Regions from separate parts of the Mus musculus genome. Here region 2 is linked to region 1. A link is a contact called in public Hi-C data. All regions are on one chromosome and are shown on one strand. The core of a region is the stretch at or near the end of the contact, and the rest is flanking DNA. Distances in the headings are between cores, read along the strand shown.

The links. A called contact is a pair of places that touch in the nucleus more often than the background predicts.
Region 2: a Hi-C map of liver shows a contact between it and region 1, with 3 times the contacts expected there. The contact joins two enhancer-like sites. A contact is called at or near these places in 7 of 39 promoter capture datasets (3T3-L1-derived adipocytes, the HPC-7 cell line, embryonic stem cells and 4 more), 1 of 484 Hi-C or Micro-C datasets (liver) and 3 of 9 other capture datasets (adipose tissue, embryonic stem cells and pancreatic islet).

Annotation. Positions count from the first base shown.
Region 1 is chr1:71,574,838-71,577,537 of GRCm38.p6, reverse strand. Atic (5-aminoimidazole-4-carboxamide ribonucleotide formyltransferase/IMP cyclohydrolase) reads right to left here. Exons shown (of 16, transcript NM_026195.3): 13 at 1,405-1,497; 14 at 739-921. Among named protein-coding and RNA genes, the nearest start is that of Atic, 19 kb to the right of the region's middle. Within about 2 kb of position 1,422, at least 18 of the 459 cell types and tissues checked have an H3K27ac peak or open chromatin away from gene starts, as enhancers often do. A contact at or near this core is called in liver, where this site is marked.
Region 2 is chr1:72,013,296-72,015,995 of GRCm38.p6, reverse strand. No RefSeq gene overlaps it. Among named protein-coding and RNA genes, the nearest start is that of 4933417E11Rik, 9.5 kb to the right of the region's middle. Within about 2 kb of position 1,290, at least 44 of the 459 cell types and tissues checked have an H3K27ac peak or open chromatin away from gene starts, as enhancers often do. A contact at or near this core is called in liver, where this site is marked.

The sequences.
Region 1 (2,700 bases), core at 173-2,672:
ATATACCTTCACCAAACCATTTAAGACAATGCTTCATGTCTAACCTAGGACCTGGATAATAACTGATGTCTGTGTACATGAACTACATGTACAACTGTTTCAGGTATAAAGTCAGCCGCAGGCAAATCAAAGAGACGCACGGCATTTACTACTATCTGATGCTGTCACCTCACAAGCTGACCATGAAGTGTAATCCCAGTGCAGAGGTGGTAAGTAATAAGGCCTTCTGCAGGCTGCAATGGAGCATGCCGACAATCCTGCACTCACAGCTGCAGTGCAGCTCAGCCTACACTAGAGCCACCATCTTACATGAAACCAAACAAAACCAGAAATAGTACCAAAACCACACGGAGCTGCTAAGGGCTTTTGTATAAATGTGGTAGGAGAAGGCCCCTGGTGACCAGCTATCAGATCACGTGTGGCTCAAGTCTAATGTCACCTCTGCTGACACTAGGGGATGCTGGCAGATGGAGAAGAACAGCCCTGCAGTGACAATATTATAACCCATAGGGGAAGTACGGGCCTATAAAATTAATCCGAATTCATTACCCAGGAAGCAGAGGTTTGTGGTTCAGAGGTTTGTGGGCGCAGCAGTGAGGTTGACAGGGGTGAGGAAGGTGTTTTAAGCATTTCACACTACTGAGGGTTTTGAGAAGCCTCTCTGTGGTAGGATGGTGGAAGACTGTCATACATGAGACGACCGCAACACGGTCCACTGGGAAGCCAATCAGTCCGCACCTCACCGATAGTGCCGGTCACATACTGATCAATCGCATTGGAGATCTCTGCTCTCTTCACCCCGGCTTTAAACTTCATGGACAGCACTCGTGGGTGGTGCCGAAGCCACCAAGAGTTTGCCTTATCACCTGCAAGGCGAGTGCAGTGTATCCGAGACTGCTGTCCTGCTCCGATGCCAATAACCTAAGGAACACGGACGTTAGCAATCAATGACATTTCTCCCGCAACACTGTCTTTTCAAAGAATGACAGTAGTGAAGCTTCCACTCTGAGTGGCTTTGCTGGCTCTGGAGATCCTGCCCAAGGACCAGAGACCACAGTCTGTCAGGATTTAGTGACTAAAACTGGCAAACTTCATAGCTGGCAACCATGAAAATCCTGAAAGGCTCTTCTGATGAGCTGTGTGTGAGTGTGTGTGTGTGTGTGTGTGTGTGTGTGTGTGTAAACCAGTCTTACTAGCCCCACCCGAGGCAGCTTCCTCTAAGCAGGAACCAGTGTACCCAAGTGCAGTACTTGGCTCTGGCTAGTTTTCAAGTCTACTAAGGTGCTGAGTAAATCCTGACTGACACAGCAGGAAGAGAAACTTGGCAAATCTCCCTTTCCCGGCACCAAGGCTTTTGCCTACTGTTCTGTTCTGCTTACTCTTCTGTCCCAACAGCTTGGTTACCTGCCCATCCTTGGCATAGCACACCGAATTAGACTGAGTATACTTGACAGCGACGGTGGCGACAATGAGGTCTCTGAGTGCAGACTCCGGCAGCTGAAACAAACAGGACAGCTAAGTCTCACCAGGCTTTAGAAATCTCTTGATTTTAAGGTACGGATATAATGTGACAGACCTAATACAGTTAGGTCCCTCAGTGACAGCCAGATGGACAAATTATGCTGCACAGTCATACTTTACTCAAGACTGAACCACGTGAGCACAGCTGTGACTACTGCAGTGCACTCTCTGCAGTCCCATGTGTCACTCTCACACTGATAACAACCATTCAGCAACACAATGAGACACGCTCTTCATTTGAAAATGACAATACTTTTTGGTTGGAATTTCTTTAACTGAGGATATAAGATTCAGGATCAGAACTAACATGAAGATTAATTTTCATATACGTTGTGCACTGCTATGATGTACATATAACCACTGCTATTCTGGAAAAGTCAAATTATAGTATTTCTTGCTTTGCCGAAAACATTTTAAGAAGCTATTTAAAAATATTTTAAAATTTAAAAATATTTTGCACCTGGTGGCAATGATGCACCTTTAATTCCAGTACCTGGCAGGTGGATGTCTGTGAGTTCAAGGTCAGCCTGGTGTACACAAAGAAATAGTTTTGGAAATAAATAATTTTTTTTTTTTTGCAAACTCTAAAGCCAACATTCAGCATTAAGTCTGTAAAACGTCACCTTTGGTACAAATTAGCAAGGAGAACAATGAAGCAAGTGTGCACTCTAAGCATGCGAAGGGTGTCAGCTACAGACAGCTACACTAGCTACAAAAAAGATACAGGAGGCCTGCAGTCCCAGCAATCAGCACTCAGAGGTCAATGAAGGATGACCTGGGCTTCAAGGCCAGCCCAGACTACACACACACACACACACACACACACACACACAGAAGAATGAAGTTATGTTGCTTGTGAAAAAAATGAATGTAACTGAGGATAATCATATTAAGTAAATAACTTAACCACTCTCAGAAACACAAATATTCTATTTTGCTTGTGCTCCCTAGATCTATAGATATATAAAATCATGAATCCACAGTATGTACAATATGAAAGAAGAAAAAACTGTCTATGGGAAGAAAGAGAAGAGAGTGGGGAGGACTAAAAGGGGGAGAGGGGGAGAATGTATGGTTAAATACAATATCCACTGTATGCATGAAAATGTCCTTATGTTATACAGTATCATATATATTGAGTACATGCAATGAAAATTTAAAAATAAAGAAAAAGATAAG
Region 2 (2,700 bases), core at 41-2,540, 440 kb before region 1:
TCTGACAGGAATGGGTACCTCTTAGCTGTCTCTTTCCTGGTCATCTCTGATAATGTCTAGCTTCCTTTTAATATTTACTGGTGAAATCTCCATTCTCTGAGCAATCCTTATCCACAGCGAAGGAGGCTCTTTAGAGAGAGCTTCGGAACCTTCTGCTCTTATGGATGCTGTAGTTCTTTTGAATCCCTATTCTGGCTGTCAAGCAGGGGAGAAGTGCCTCTGATCTTGGCTGACTTCATCTCTTGTGAAATCTTTGCCCTTTGAGCAAGCTGGGGTCCCTGTACTTGGCATATCAAGCACCCATACTCTTGGCTACGCCGACTAGGAATTATATTTTCAGCCTGGAGCAGAGAGGAGAAACACGTTGCCACATTCCCATTGGTAAGACACACACTTCTTAACTAGGAGAAGGGACTAGGGGAAGAGGAAGCCATATCTGTCAGCCAGGCTCCCAGTTAGAGCTGAAAATCCACAAAGTTGCCTAGGAGTGGTGAAGCTGAGAATCCAGTAAGTTGCCCAGGAATTGAGGTGCTAGCTGGTCGTGGTTTAAGTATTATGGGCTCTCTGTTATTACAAGGAGTTATCAGATTGTCTTGAATAGATGTTTCTGTCTTTCAGTGGACCCTTGGGACAGTTTCTAGACACTCAGAAAATGATTTTCATCAGCTATGATTGTTTCACTAGAAAGTAGGCCCTAAGGGATCTTCAGACTGCTGGAAGTAGAAGCGAGAGCCACTTCTTTGCAATCTAAAAATGCTCTTAATTACAATCCAATCTAAAAGCACTCTTAAATGCGAATAAACATGCCAGAATGTGGCTGTGTTTTAGAAAGTTGAGATGGATCTAAAATACTGAATGAAGAAATGTGTATGCACCAAAGTTCCAGTAGGAAGTAGACATTAATAGCATATTTAAAAGCTCAACTGAAGGCCTGAAGAGGAGTGGTATAATGCAGTGGTCAAGGGCTTGTGTAGCTTGTATGAGGACCTGGTTTCACTCCAACACCTAAAATAACAAACAAATAAACAAAACCACCCCCTGCCCCTGGCAATATGAGTAAGGCTAAAAGTGATAACCAAAGCATGACAGAGGCCAGGAAAAGACATCAGTTTCTGCTTGCCTCAAAGAAGGCTCAAGGAAGTGGTTTTTCAGAAACACACTGGAGCTCTTGGCAGAGAAATGTTTTACCAGACAGGAGCTTTATGTCCGGGATCACAGTCAGTTGGCCTGGAGGACAGGAAGGAAGGAGGCTGGCGTGGGAGGAAGCTCACTTCCAGAAGTGCTCACTACACTCAATTTCTGATCTCCTGCCAATTCCTCTACCTAGTGGAAGCCAGAGGACAAAGCAAGCTAGAGGGCTGCTGTGCACTCATCTCCTGGAGATCACATTGGGGCAAAGTGGGGTATAGATCTGCAGTACCAGTATGGGCACCCGCCCTTGATGTGTGACCATTCCCCCCCCCCCCGAATAGATGGTTTCAGAGCTTCACTGAGTAGTGTGACACAGTCGCACTTCTCCCAGCATGCACCTCTGCCAGCATCCATGAAGTTCACCTTCAGGAGTTGCACTGTGTCTTGAGATAGTCAAAAGCTACTTTCAGTCAGCCTGGGAGGTAGATGCAAAGATGCTATCGAAGGTTACAGAGCTCTGGAAGACTGGTAGGGAGGCTGTTTAATGCATCAATTATCAAGGAGCACCGCCTTCGTTTTGTGGGTCAGTTGTCCAATAGATAGCATAACAATAACATGAGCTTAGAAGGTGGGGAAGAGAGAAATCTTGCAAAGGGTCTCTTTTTGGTTAGTGACAATGGGAGAACGTCTGCAATGAATCACTCCATATCCAGCACTGGTGACATTGGACTGTCTCAGCAACAGCCCAGTGAGTCAGCTGGAATAACTCACGCATGCTGATGTGAATGAGGACAAGCGTCTCCCCGCCTTCCGGATCTTTCTCCATAAGCCCCACCCCAACCCCGTTTCAGCAGGGTTTCATGCAGGCATTTACCAGAGTTACCCTAGAAGTCACATCCTAGCCTCTGGGGCTCCCACTTCCTCTCCCCACTATGTCTACCTTCTTAGTTGTTCCCATGACGTTCTTTTGTTTCTCTTTATAGTTTCTCAAACTTTTTTCTGCTCTATGGTTCCAGAGCATCTAAGATGTATACAATATTATATAAAAATAGTACTTGATGTGGGGACCTAAGAGACAGAGTGGAATCTCTGGAGATTTCTGTAGGTGATATGGAAAGCAGAGCAGAGATCTTGGAAACAGACTTGGTGGTGTGGCGTTGGAGTTAGACAGACTTCTTGGTGGGCAAATGGATAGGGGAGGGGCCGTGGCTAGGTGATAAAGGCGGCAGACTTGCAAGATGTCTGGCTTCTTTCTCCCTTTCCTGATCTGAGATGAAATCCTGGCAGCTTAAAACAAAGGCCCATGGGCTTTATCTCCCACCAGTGACATCCCCTCCACCCCCGCTGACTAGGGGTGGGGTGGGGTGGGGCTAACAAGTTCAGAGATGGATCAGGACGCATTTACAGACAGTCGTGGGCCTATAAGTTATCCATATCCTGTCTTTCTTCAATCTGAACAACTTTAAGTTTGGGGAAGGAAGACCCATCAGAGACTTAAAAAACTCCACCCCTCAAGATGAGACTGGATTTTGTCTCCGTGAGTCCCATTCCACGGTTAGTGAAAGATGA